Regions from separate parts of the Oryctolagus cuniculus genome. Here region 1 is linked to region 2. A link is a contact called in public Micro-C data. All regions are on one chromosome and are shown on one strand. The core of a region is the stretch at or near the end of the contact, and the rest is flanking DNA. Distances in the headings are between cores, read along the strand shown.

The links. Hi-C and Micro-C count contacts between places; a contact is called where the count stands out from the background.
Region 1: a Micro-C map of ear pinna shows a contact between it and region 2, with 12 times the contacts expected there. The contact joins two enhancer-like sites. A contact is called at or near these places in 4 of 6 Hi-C or Micro-C datasets (ear pinna, psoas muscle, skin fibroblasts and 1 more).

Annotation. Positions count from the first base shown.
Region 1 is chr16:20,436,485-20,441,797 of mOryCun1.1, forward strand. No RefSeq gene overlaps it. Among named protein-coding and RNA genes, the nearest start is that of TRIL, 94 kb to the right of the region's middle. Within about 2 kb of position 1,662, at least 1 of the 8 cell types and tissues checked has an H3K27ac peak or open chromatin away from gene starts, as enhancers often do.
Region 2 is chr16:19,950,647-19,955,780 of mOryCun1.1, forward strand. No RefSeq gene overlaps it. Among named protein-coding and RNA genes, the nearest start is that of CREB5, 18 kb to the right of the region's middle. Within about 2 kb of position 1,410, at least 1 of the 8 cell types and tissues checked has an H3K27ac peak or open chromatin away from gene starts, as enhancers often do.

The sequences.
Region 1 (5,313 bases), core at 412-2,911, 490 kb after region 2:
ATTCCAATTAAATGTATTCAATATAGCAAGCTTTGATTAAAGAAATGTAAAAGGAGAGATTATGTATACAATCCTGTGGAAAACAAGGCAGGCTAGGTATGCAGCCACTTGTATATTCTTAATAGAAGCCTTTACCTGAAGGTAAAACCCAATAAAGTGTACTTATAATGTGCTATGGACTCGATGTTGATTTACCTGCGCTCCATAGTCAGCAGAAATCAACTTTACCAGGTACACACCGTGGTTATATATTCAATGCATATAAAAGACGCGTATAAAAGACCCTTTTTTCTTTTTATAAAGAATTACTGAATTTCACGAGGGCACTTTTTTTTTCTCTGAACCGTTCTTTGTTAACCACGGGATAAACTGATTGCAAATAAAGGAAGTTATGGGGCTGTGGCCATGTTTATAAAGAACAGGAAAATCCTTAACGTGGGTCTACAATTTCAACAAGGAAAAAAAAATCACAAATACAAGGGTTGACCTTTTTGTAACAGACAATAGCAAGATCTTTCAAAAAATCTTGCCAATCAGGAAAGATACTGCGTATTTAATCAAAGTCTATGAGGAGAGATCTGGGAAGGGAAGGTTGAAATCATTGTTTCTTGAAAGAAAAAAAAAAAAAGGGCAACAATAACCACCTGGTGCTTCCTGGTCTGATAGTCAAAGGCAACATCTTCCTACATTTCCCATTCACAGGCCACAAACCCCTGACAGCTGGGACCCCACCTCCCACTGCCACATTTAAAGTTCAGGGTTAGCTGCACGTGGGATTCTCTGTGCTCGGTGCCATGCCTTAATGAATCCAGGCCGAGGATCATGAGGAAATCCAAGAAGCTTCGTGACACCTGAGACACTCGTGGGCTGTCAGAGTCCTCGAAACCACGCACAGACTGATGCCACCAAGGGGATCTCCATCCAGCGCACCGCACCTGTTCCCTCCACGGTCCGGCCGAGTGTCACAAAGTCGCGATTGTGCAAACTGTGATGCTGCGCGCAGAGGCGCCCCATCGTGTCCAGCCCCCCATCCACTCTGGTTGTTCTGGGTCAGAGAAGGGAGCCAGGCCAGCGACCCTGTGAACTAACGCCTTGGTGACAGTCCTGCTGCGACTTCCCTTCCACCCCAGGCGCCTGTCGCTCTGAAGAACACCACGTTTGACCCTGCGCGTGCACACTGCGCGTGCAGTGGCCACATTAGCCAAGCAGCTGTTTTGACCCTGCATACTTAAGCAACAGAACGGCCACTACAGCCACGACCTGCTTCTTTAAGGGCTCACAATGCGAGGAAGATACAGATGCTGCCAAAAGTGCCACAGCCAGGACACGGACGCCGAGCCCTGCGCTCCCGGGGCTGCGTGACTCGCGAAGCCCCAACGCTGAGTCGCCCGCAGATGTCACGGCTGAGAGGAAGGGGTCGAGCGGGCAGGAAGCAGCCACCTCCTCGCCCAACCGACCCGATACTTGCTCCTGGGGTCCGTCTCCCCGTGACAACATACGCACAAGGGTGTCCCAGGAAGGGAGGCAGTGGATCCGGCCCCATAGCACCTGCTGCTCTGCTCCCGGAGCCCCGCAGCATTGCGCTCGGCTCGGGCGCCCTCTGGCGCCGCGCGGGGGAGATCCACGTGGCGCCGGGAGCCGGGAAGGCAAACAGTGCACAGCCTGGCGCTGTGCTGTGGCTTTGGCTATTGCAGGAAAACACAGCCTGGGCGGCTCTGCCGGGACAGGAGCTTCTCACTGCCCAACCTCAGGCCCTGGTGTTCCCCGCACAATGTGTTAAGACACCAGTCACCTTCCCAGCCAAGCTTGCAAGACCTCAAGTGCAGAAGGAAAACCATGTGCTGGCTCGGGCTGCCTCCCTCCACACACCACACCTGTTCTTATCTTTACTAGTGCGCAGGGTTTGCAGCATATGATTCTCAACCCCACGGAATGGTTTCCTTTTTTTTTTTAAGATTTATTTATTTGAAAGGCAAAGTTACACACAGAGAGATATCTTCCATCTGCAGGTTCATTCCCCAAATGGCTACAACAACCAGGAATGGGCACGGAGCCTGGAACTTCTGGTCTCCACGTGGGGTGGCAGGAGCCCAAGACCTTGGGCCATCTTCTGTTGCTTTCCTAGGCGCATTAGCCTGGAGCTCAATGGGAAGTGGAAGAGCAGGGACTTGAACCAGCACTCATATGGGATACCGAGGTTACAGAAACTGCTGTACTACAATGGGGATGGCTTTTTTGGCGCATCAACTTGACTAAGCTCAAGTCTCCAGTTATTCCATGAGATGCTAACCTTGCTGCCCGGGGAATGGGTTTGCAGGTGTCATTAACTTCACTAATCAGTTGAACAGAAGGGAAATTACATCGAATAATGTGGGAGGGTCTGATGTGATCAGCTGGAGGCTCTGAAAACAGGTGAGAGAGAGAGAGAGAAAGAGAGAGATTCTTCCTGTGGACCATAGTGGCAGTCATGCCCACTCTGCTGGTGACCTCCTCTTTCTGACTGCCTGCCCTCTGATTTTTGGACTTGCTCAGCCAGCTCTCACAACAGTATAAACCAATTCCTTGTAATAAACCTCTGGATATATGATGAATAGATAGATAGATATGGATAAATAAATAAATAGATAAATGGATGGATGGATAGATAGATGAGTGAGTGAGTGAGTGAGTGAGTGAGTGAATGAGTGAGTCTCTGGTTGAACTCTAGCTAATGCAACCCACGTAGCCTACATCGGAAAAAAAATATTAAGGAAATTCCAAGTGCCAGATCTCTGCCTGCATCCTTGCCAGCTGTCAGTCAATCAGTATTTTCTGAATGTCTGCTGGGGGGAGGCACAAGACCATAAACTATAGAGAGGCAACTAGACAGAGCAGCCTGGGTTTCCTCGCTTATTTGGGCTCCAGATCTGCTAAGTTAGGTACTAACAGTGAGGTACTGACTGAGAGAGGCAGTGGCTGCAATGTGTTGTGTTGCTTGTCACACATGCACATCACACGCACACACAGCTCTGGATGGCGACTTTGAAGTTGTCAAACCTAAACCAGAAGCCAGCTTTAATTAATGGTTTATTGTGGGTGCTGGTGGCGTGCTTGGAGCTATACAAAAACATAGTAGGAGCAGGACGCCAGGGAGGAAGAACAGACAGCACAGTTTGCCTGGAGGGCCCTCCGTCTATCACCACTAAAGGTAAAATGCCTGTTTATCTCATTGCCAAGGCTGCTGAGTCATCCACCCCCACAGCGTTGCTATGCATGGCAAAGAGGTGGCACTTACTGATCAGGGATCAGAGTTGGAGGACATTAGCACAAGTGGACAGGCTGGGAAAGGAACCCTTCTCTCCAGACCTATCACCAGGACCACTGGCCCTAGGCCAAACCGGATGTCCAACAAAAGACCCATCCTTTCCCTAACCTCTCTTCCTCCTGCCCCTGGGCTCAACGCCTGCTCCAGGATGGCAGTAACCCAGCCCATTTTCACCTAACAAATGTTTAACAGGTCCCTCCCATGCTACAGACTTAACCTTTATGATCAGGTGTCCTCAAATAGCTGTTGTAGTCCCTGTTGGCCTGCAAGCCGTGGGTAGATTCAGTGATAACTCCATCAGTAGTCTGTTGACTTCCCCATGGACTTCTTCCTTTAGGGTTATTTCCTCCTGCAGATTCACCCCCTTTGGGCTTAGTCACAGCTCCCATCTGACCTCACTCCCCATTAGTCCTTTTCTTATCAGCCCACTTTGGACAGGTTTGTTTTTGTTCCTTACCCTGATCCTCCCTGCTCTCAAGTGGCTGTGTTCAGGGCAGATGTTTGGCACAGTGGTTCAGCTGCTGCCTGGGGGCCCAGCATTGTGGCACAGCAGATTAAGCCACGACCTGTAGTACCTGCATCCCAGTTGAGCACCAGTCAAGTCCTGGCTGATCCATTCCCAATCTAGTTCCCTGCTAACGTGCCTGGGAAAGCAGTAAAAGATGGCCCAAGTGCTTTGGCCCCTGCACCCGCGTGGGAGACCTGAATGGAGTTCCAGGTCTCTGGCTGAGAACTGGCACAGCCCCAGCCATTGCAGCCATTTGGGGAATGAAGTGGGATAGAAGATTCTCTCTCTCTCTCTCTCTCTCTCTCTGTCCTTCTCTATGTAACTCTGCCTTTTGACAAATAAATAAAATTCTAAAAACAAAGAAGATGCTACTTGGGGTGCTGGCATCTCATACCACAGTGCCTGGGTTCAAGTCCCACCTCTGGGCCGGCGCCGCAGCTCACTAGGCTAATCCTCCGCCTTGCGGCGCCGGCACACCGGGTTCTAGTCCCGGTCGGGGCACCGGATTCTGTCCCGGTTGCCCCTCTTCCAGGCCAGCTCTCTGCCGTGGCCCGGGAGTGCAGTGGAGGATGGCCCAAGTGCTTGGGCCCTGCACCCCATGCGAGACCAGGAGAAGTACCTGGCTCCTGCCATTGGATCAGCGCGGTGCGCCGGCCGTGGCGGCCATTGAAGGGTGAACCAATGGCAAAGGAAGACCTTTCTCTCTGTCTCTCTCTCTCTCACTGTCCACTCTGCCTGTCAAAAAAATAAAAATAAATTTAAAAAAATCAAGTCCCACCTCTGTTTCCAATTCAGCTTCCCACTAATGTACACCCTAAAAAGCAGCAGACTCGTTACGTGGGTCCCTGCCACCCATGTGAGTGATCCAGATGGAATTCTGTGCTCCTGGTTTCAGCCTGGCCCAGAGTGGGCTGTTGTGGGTATTTGGGGAGTAAACCATCAGATGGAAGATTTTTTTCCTCTCTCTCTTCCTTTCAAATAAAATGAAAAATAATCATTTTTATTAAAGATTTATTTATTTTCAAAGTCAAAGGCAGAGAGAGAGAGAGAATTTCCATCTGTTGCTTCACTCTCCAGATGGCCGCAATGGCCAGTGCTGGGCCAAGCTGAAGCCAGGAGCCAGGAGCTTCATCCAGGTCTCCCACATAGGTGGCAGGGGCCCAAACACTTGCACCATCTTCTGCTGCTTTTCCCAGGCCGTTAGCAGGGATCTGGAACAGAACATGAACAGCTGGGACATGAACCAGTGCCCATATGGGATGCTGGAGGCAGCTTTACTGCTATGCCACAATACCAGCCCCTGAAAACACATTTTTTTAAGAGAAGCATTTCATTCCTTCAAAAAGCAGTGGGCATGTCCAGGATGTGTTGGCCTTCTTCCTTTCCATCTACTGCATCTCGCTGAGGGCTGACCGGGCCTCTGATGACCACTGTGCTTGTATCTCTGGCTCAAACCTCTCTCCTGAATCCACACGTTCTCTTGCTATGGATCCATGGTTGT
Region 2 (5,134 bases), core at 160-2,659:
ATTCCCCATCTTGCGCTGGTCCCAGGGTGACCATAAAATCCAAGCCTCTTGGGTCTCACGATTGGCAGCTGCCTCCAGGGCATCCCGGGATCCCAGCTAAGCACCTGCTCTCCAGCTCTCGGGAGCGCAACTATGTGTTTACCCTTCTTTTCTCATGAGCTGAACTACTAAAAAGATATTGATTATATTGCATCCAGCATTTCTAGGTACTTAATTCCAAGTATTTTTCCACACAGAAGTTTTTCGTTAGTTTTTCTGGTAAAGAAACTAAGGCTCAGCTCAATTAATGGGCTTTAAAAACACGCAGAAAACTGGAAACTGGAGCGGAGGGGCTGAACTCGCTCACGTCGGCATCGATCACGCAAAGGAACGAAGCCTCAGCTCTTAGGGCTGGCATTTGTTGTGTCACTCCTCATAACTCTTGAGGCATCTCTGGAATCAGAAGTAAATTTCCCACAAATTGTGATAACTTGAGAAAATAAGGTGAGATTAAATCGCTGTCACAAGGTCATTTGATGTATTACAGCTGAGAGATAAGAAACCTGCTTCCCTGATGTTCAAGGCTGCGGTGACAGGAGTCGAAAATTGAGTTGTAGCTCTTTCTTCCAGCACATTCCAGCTTCTGAGTGTGGATTGCAAAGCACTTGTCACGGAGAGGAGCTGTGAGGTTCACACAGGCTCAGCTCATCAACACCGTCAGAACTTTGTCCAGTGTAAAAGTCTCAAATTAAGCCCAATATGTGCCTATATTAGGAGTGTAATTTGCAAGTACATTAGTTACTTACACGTTTTCAAAAAGTAAGCTCTATTTGCATCTTAAAAGGAATTTGAGTATTGCAGTATAACATGGTGACCAGCAAATTTCAGAGTAGGGAACACAGTTGTGTTTCTGAAATTCCAATATAAAGAAAAAAAAAAAAAGACCAATGAGGAGTTTCAATGTTCCTCTCTCATATGATCTGGCGCTAACAAACCTCATCAACAAAAATAAATGTACACACACAAATACACAATAATCTAGGGCTACCAGCGCGATTCCGCATTGCTTCACACCATATTCCTAGATTTTCGCATGAAGTGAAAGTACCGTGAACATTCCAGAGTTTGCTCCAGTTTAATCTTGTTCTCAAATGATGTTCACCTCACTTAGCCTTTTTTTCAAATTTAAGAAAGAAACCGTGAGTCTGAAACTTCCTGTAGAGGGCGCTATTGATATGGCCAAACAGCACTAAATATGCGGCGGGGGCGGGGCGGGGGGGGACAAAGTTCGTAAACTACAGCCTCCGCTTAGAAGTCCATTAGAGTGATATCTGGGAGCCCGAATTTAAACCCAAAGCCCAGGCAGACTAAGAGCTAGTAAGCTGTTGAATATTTTTGAAACCAGCGTCTCTCTGCTGGCTCGGTGGACGCCGGAGCCTGAGCGTCCCCCCCTTCCCCCTTTCATTATTTAATGAGCAGCCCCTCCTCCGGGCTGTGCTAACAATGGTGCATCGATAACACACTGTATGCCCTGTTGTGCTCCGTGGTGAATGATTTGTGTGTCTTTGAGAAAGCGCAGCTTCTCCTCTTAATCTGCTATCCCCGAGGCTCTGTAATTGACTCCCACAGCCTCCCGCCATGACATATTTCATGTCAAGGAGAAGGATTTCTCTCTCTCTCTCTCTCTTAAACTCTTAATAGAGATATTTTCAAACAAAGACAGAGGGCAAAGAGGACCTTCTTAGGATATTAAATGAGTACATAACCATAGCTTATTTTTCTTTTATATTATGATGAGGCAATTGGTGATGGCCTGGGGCTTTGGTGATGAATCAGACTTTTAATAAGTTTCAGCAAGAACAGTGTTCGCGGAGATAACTTAATTAATTGCTCTGCTGTGTGAAAGCGCATGGAGATAGCGTTTTATTCTACTGTGCAGCCTGTTTAGAAAGAGGCACATGATTCTTCCCCACACTAATGCTTATCGGCAAACCTTCACAGAAAACATCATTTTGCTGGTCTTAAAAAGAAGCTGTTAATAACCTTAGTAAGCCAGAAATGAAATATGCGGCTGCCCACTCTTGCTTGGAGAAGGAATTGTCCGGGTTGGAGGCCGCGGTGTCGCTTTTGTAGGGGCCGACTGACCGTCTCTCTTCCTCTTCTATTATTTTTAACCTTGGGGTTTGGGCAAAGTGCTTTTTTTCTCCACCGCGTCTCTCTGTTGATCTCAGACCACCAGCGTCCCCTCTGCCCTTTGGCCCGTGGCCTGTGGCAGCGTTTTACAGGACTCCAGGAGAAGGGGCTGTGAAACACCCCTGGAAAGATAGTGGGGTTTCCTCCTGATGGCTACAATTTACATACCAGGAGCCTGGCGGCCTCCGGCATCTTCTCGATGCTATGAAAGAAAGAAAAAAAAAATCTGTTTCGGAGAGTCTGGAATGCTTTCCCTGGCAATTGACAACAGAGTTCAAGTCAAGTTTATGATTCGGACTCCAGCTTAGACTTTCTTTATGCATTTTTAACTCTTTGAAAGAAGGACTGAACATCACACAAGGTTGTAGGGCATTCCTCCTGCTAGCCTCGCTGGAATGTCTTAGTCTCTGTTAATAACTCTATTTTATAGACATTTTTAAATAAAAAAAAGAAAACTATTTGCTAGATATCTACTTAATGCATCTGCTGTTAGTTTTGTTCAGTAAAAAATTTTAGGTTAAAAGAGTCATGTTCATAGCATCACCGGTTTCCTGTTTTATTTAAGATGTACTGTGAGGTCAGAATTTGACCGAGATGTTTCCATTCACCAGTGTTGGTGGATGTCAGTCAGGGCACTTTACATGTCCCCTGGGGCGTTACACACTACCCTCCTTGGTAAGAAGATGGTGCACCCACCCCTACCTGCGAGTAGGCTGTGTACTGCCAATGAGCTTATGATGCAGAAGGGTCCTCCAACAAATCGTGGGAAAAATGGAACTGCAAGATTAGTTTATGTTGGTGCAAGCCATTTTGAGGTGCACACACACAGTGTTTGCATAATACGTATTTCCATGAACTTGTAGACACCCACCTGGTGAGAGACCCCCCCGCCCCGCACGGTGCCCGGCACAAAAACACTTGACGCATGGTTTTGCTTTATCTCCCGCTTCCCTCCCTGCTCACAAAGCCTTCGCAGCTCCGCAGAGGCCACTGGGGGCCGTGGAACTGCGCTCTCTGAGAATAATCCTGCAAGCAAGTAAAACTTGCAGTCACAGTATCTTTGTACTTTGTGACTTAATGAAAGCATGAAATAGCTGGAGGCCAATCAAGTGCCCATGGAAGGATTGCTCGGTGAAGCACCTGTGCCACCATGGCTTTGGTGTTGTACGAAGGCTACTCCGGTTCTGGGGTCAGTGGTCCTCCCTCTCCTGGCTGTTGGTTTCAGTCGCCTATAGGTCTGGTCTCACCTCAATCTGAGTATCCTGGTGGCCCCCAGAAAGGATCACACACACACACATGCACACGGCTCTTCTCACTAAGTAGCAGAACAAAGCATCTCCCATCTCCGCCTCCCTCCCCCCATCTCAGTGCTGTTTCTTTTCTGGATATTAAGGAGCACTTTTCTTGTCTGCTTGGGGGTCTGCTTCCCAGCAGCTGTAGGAGCAGCAGGGAGCCTCCTTCTTGTCCCCACTCTCGACTGGATGGGCTGCACCAAGCTTCAGAAGAACCTGGCCCCTGGTCACTAGGCCATGATGGCCTCTTCTTGGATGCCCGCGAAGGAGCAGGTGCATTCTCCGTGGTGTGGCCCAGCCTTGGACAGCCCTGGTTTAGTGGGGTTACATCTCACAGGTTACTCGATAGCACTCTTGTAGGGTTCCACCCTTTCTCATTCACTCTTGCCGCTGACTGATGGTAGATCAATATTTCCCCTGCACCTCCACCCTCAGTTCTTAGCATCTCAGTAGAGAGTGGTCTTGTGGTTCAGCCAAATGCTCATTTCTCCAAGCGCAGAAAAGGAGGCCAGGAGAGGTGAGGAGATTTGCTAGGTACTGGTGACACCTCACTCCCATAACTCAGACCGTGTCTGTCTCGTGACACAATTTCAGCGTCAGCCGGGCCAGCTCAACTGCCTCTGCAGACTCTCTTTGTCTACTCGTCTGTCCTTGTTGATTAAAGCAGCCTCTCTCAACCCACAAAGTAGCGATGCATTGCATTGCAGAAACTTCAGTTCTTGCCTGTGGGTCTGACTCTCCATTCACAATGCTTGCATCCCGATCCTCTGTAAGATCAGAAGTAAGAAGTAAGCTCAGGTTTCAGACCAAATATCTCTCCTCCTACCCCTCCTCTCTGTTAGACTTGTACACATTTCTTCACCCATTTCAACTTCTATTTCCGGTGATGATCATGGGTTCTGATCTCCTTCCTGTTGGATTTTTTTTTAAGATTTATTTATTTATTTGAAAGGCAGAGTTTGAGAGAGAGAAAGAGAGAGAGAGGTCTTCCATCCACTGGTTCACTCCCCAGATGGCTGCAAACAGCTGGAGCACCGATCCAAAGCCAGGAGCCAGGAGCTTCTTCCAGATCTCCCACATGGGTACAGGGGCCCAAGGACTTGGGCCATCTTTTACTGCTTTCCCAGGCTATAGCAGAGAGCTGGGTCAGAAGTGGAACAGCTGGGACTTGAACCCATGCCCACATGGGATGGCAGCACTGCAGGCTGCAGCCTTACTGGCTTCGCCACAGTGCTGGCCCTCCTGTTGGATCTTGATGATCTGTTCTCTCTTCCCTCCTAGTCTCTATGCAATGGAAATGAAGATCCACTTTTGCCTCCCCATCTGAAATGTGACGAGTCTGGAGGTCATCACTCCCATTCTTACGAATGGGAGTTACTAACTGTTCAAAGTAAGCACAGCTACAATGGGTGACTACAGCTTAGGGACAAGTGAAAGCAGTGGCAGCAGCACCGCCTGAGATGAGAGGGCAGAATCAGAAATTGTTAGAAGGTCCCTAGAGCAGCTGGGAAATGACAGCACAGCTCAAGTGGACCTCCATCTGTTCTAAGTGTATATTGCAAACTCCAGAATAGCCACTAATTAATCAAAAAGCAAGTGTGATTGATATGTTAAGAAAGGAAATGGAGTCGTGTCTATGTATTTGCAAACGCTCATCAAAGTTATCTATT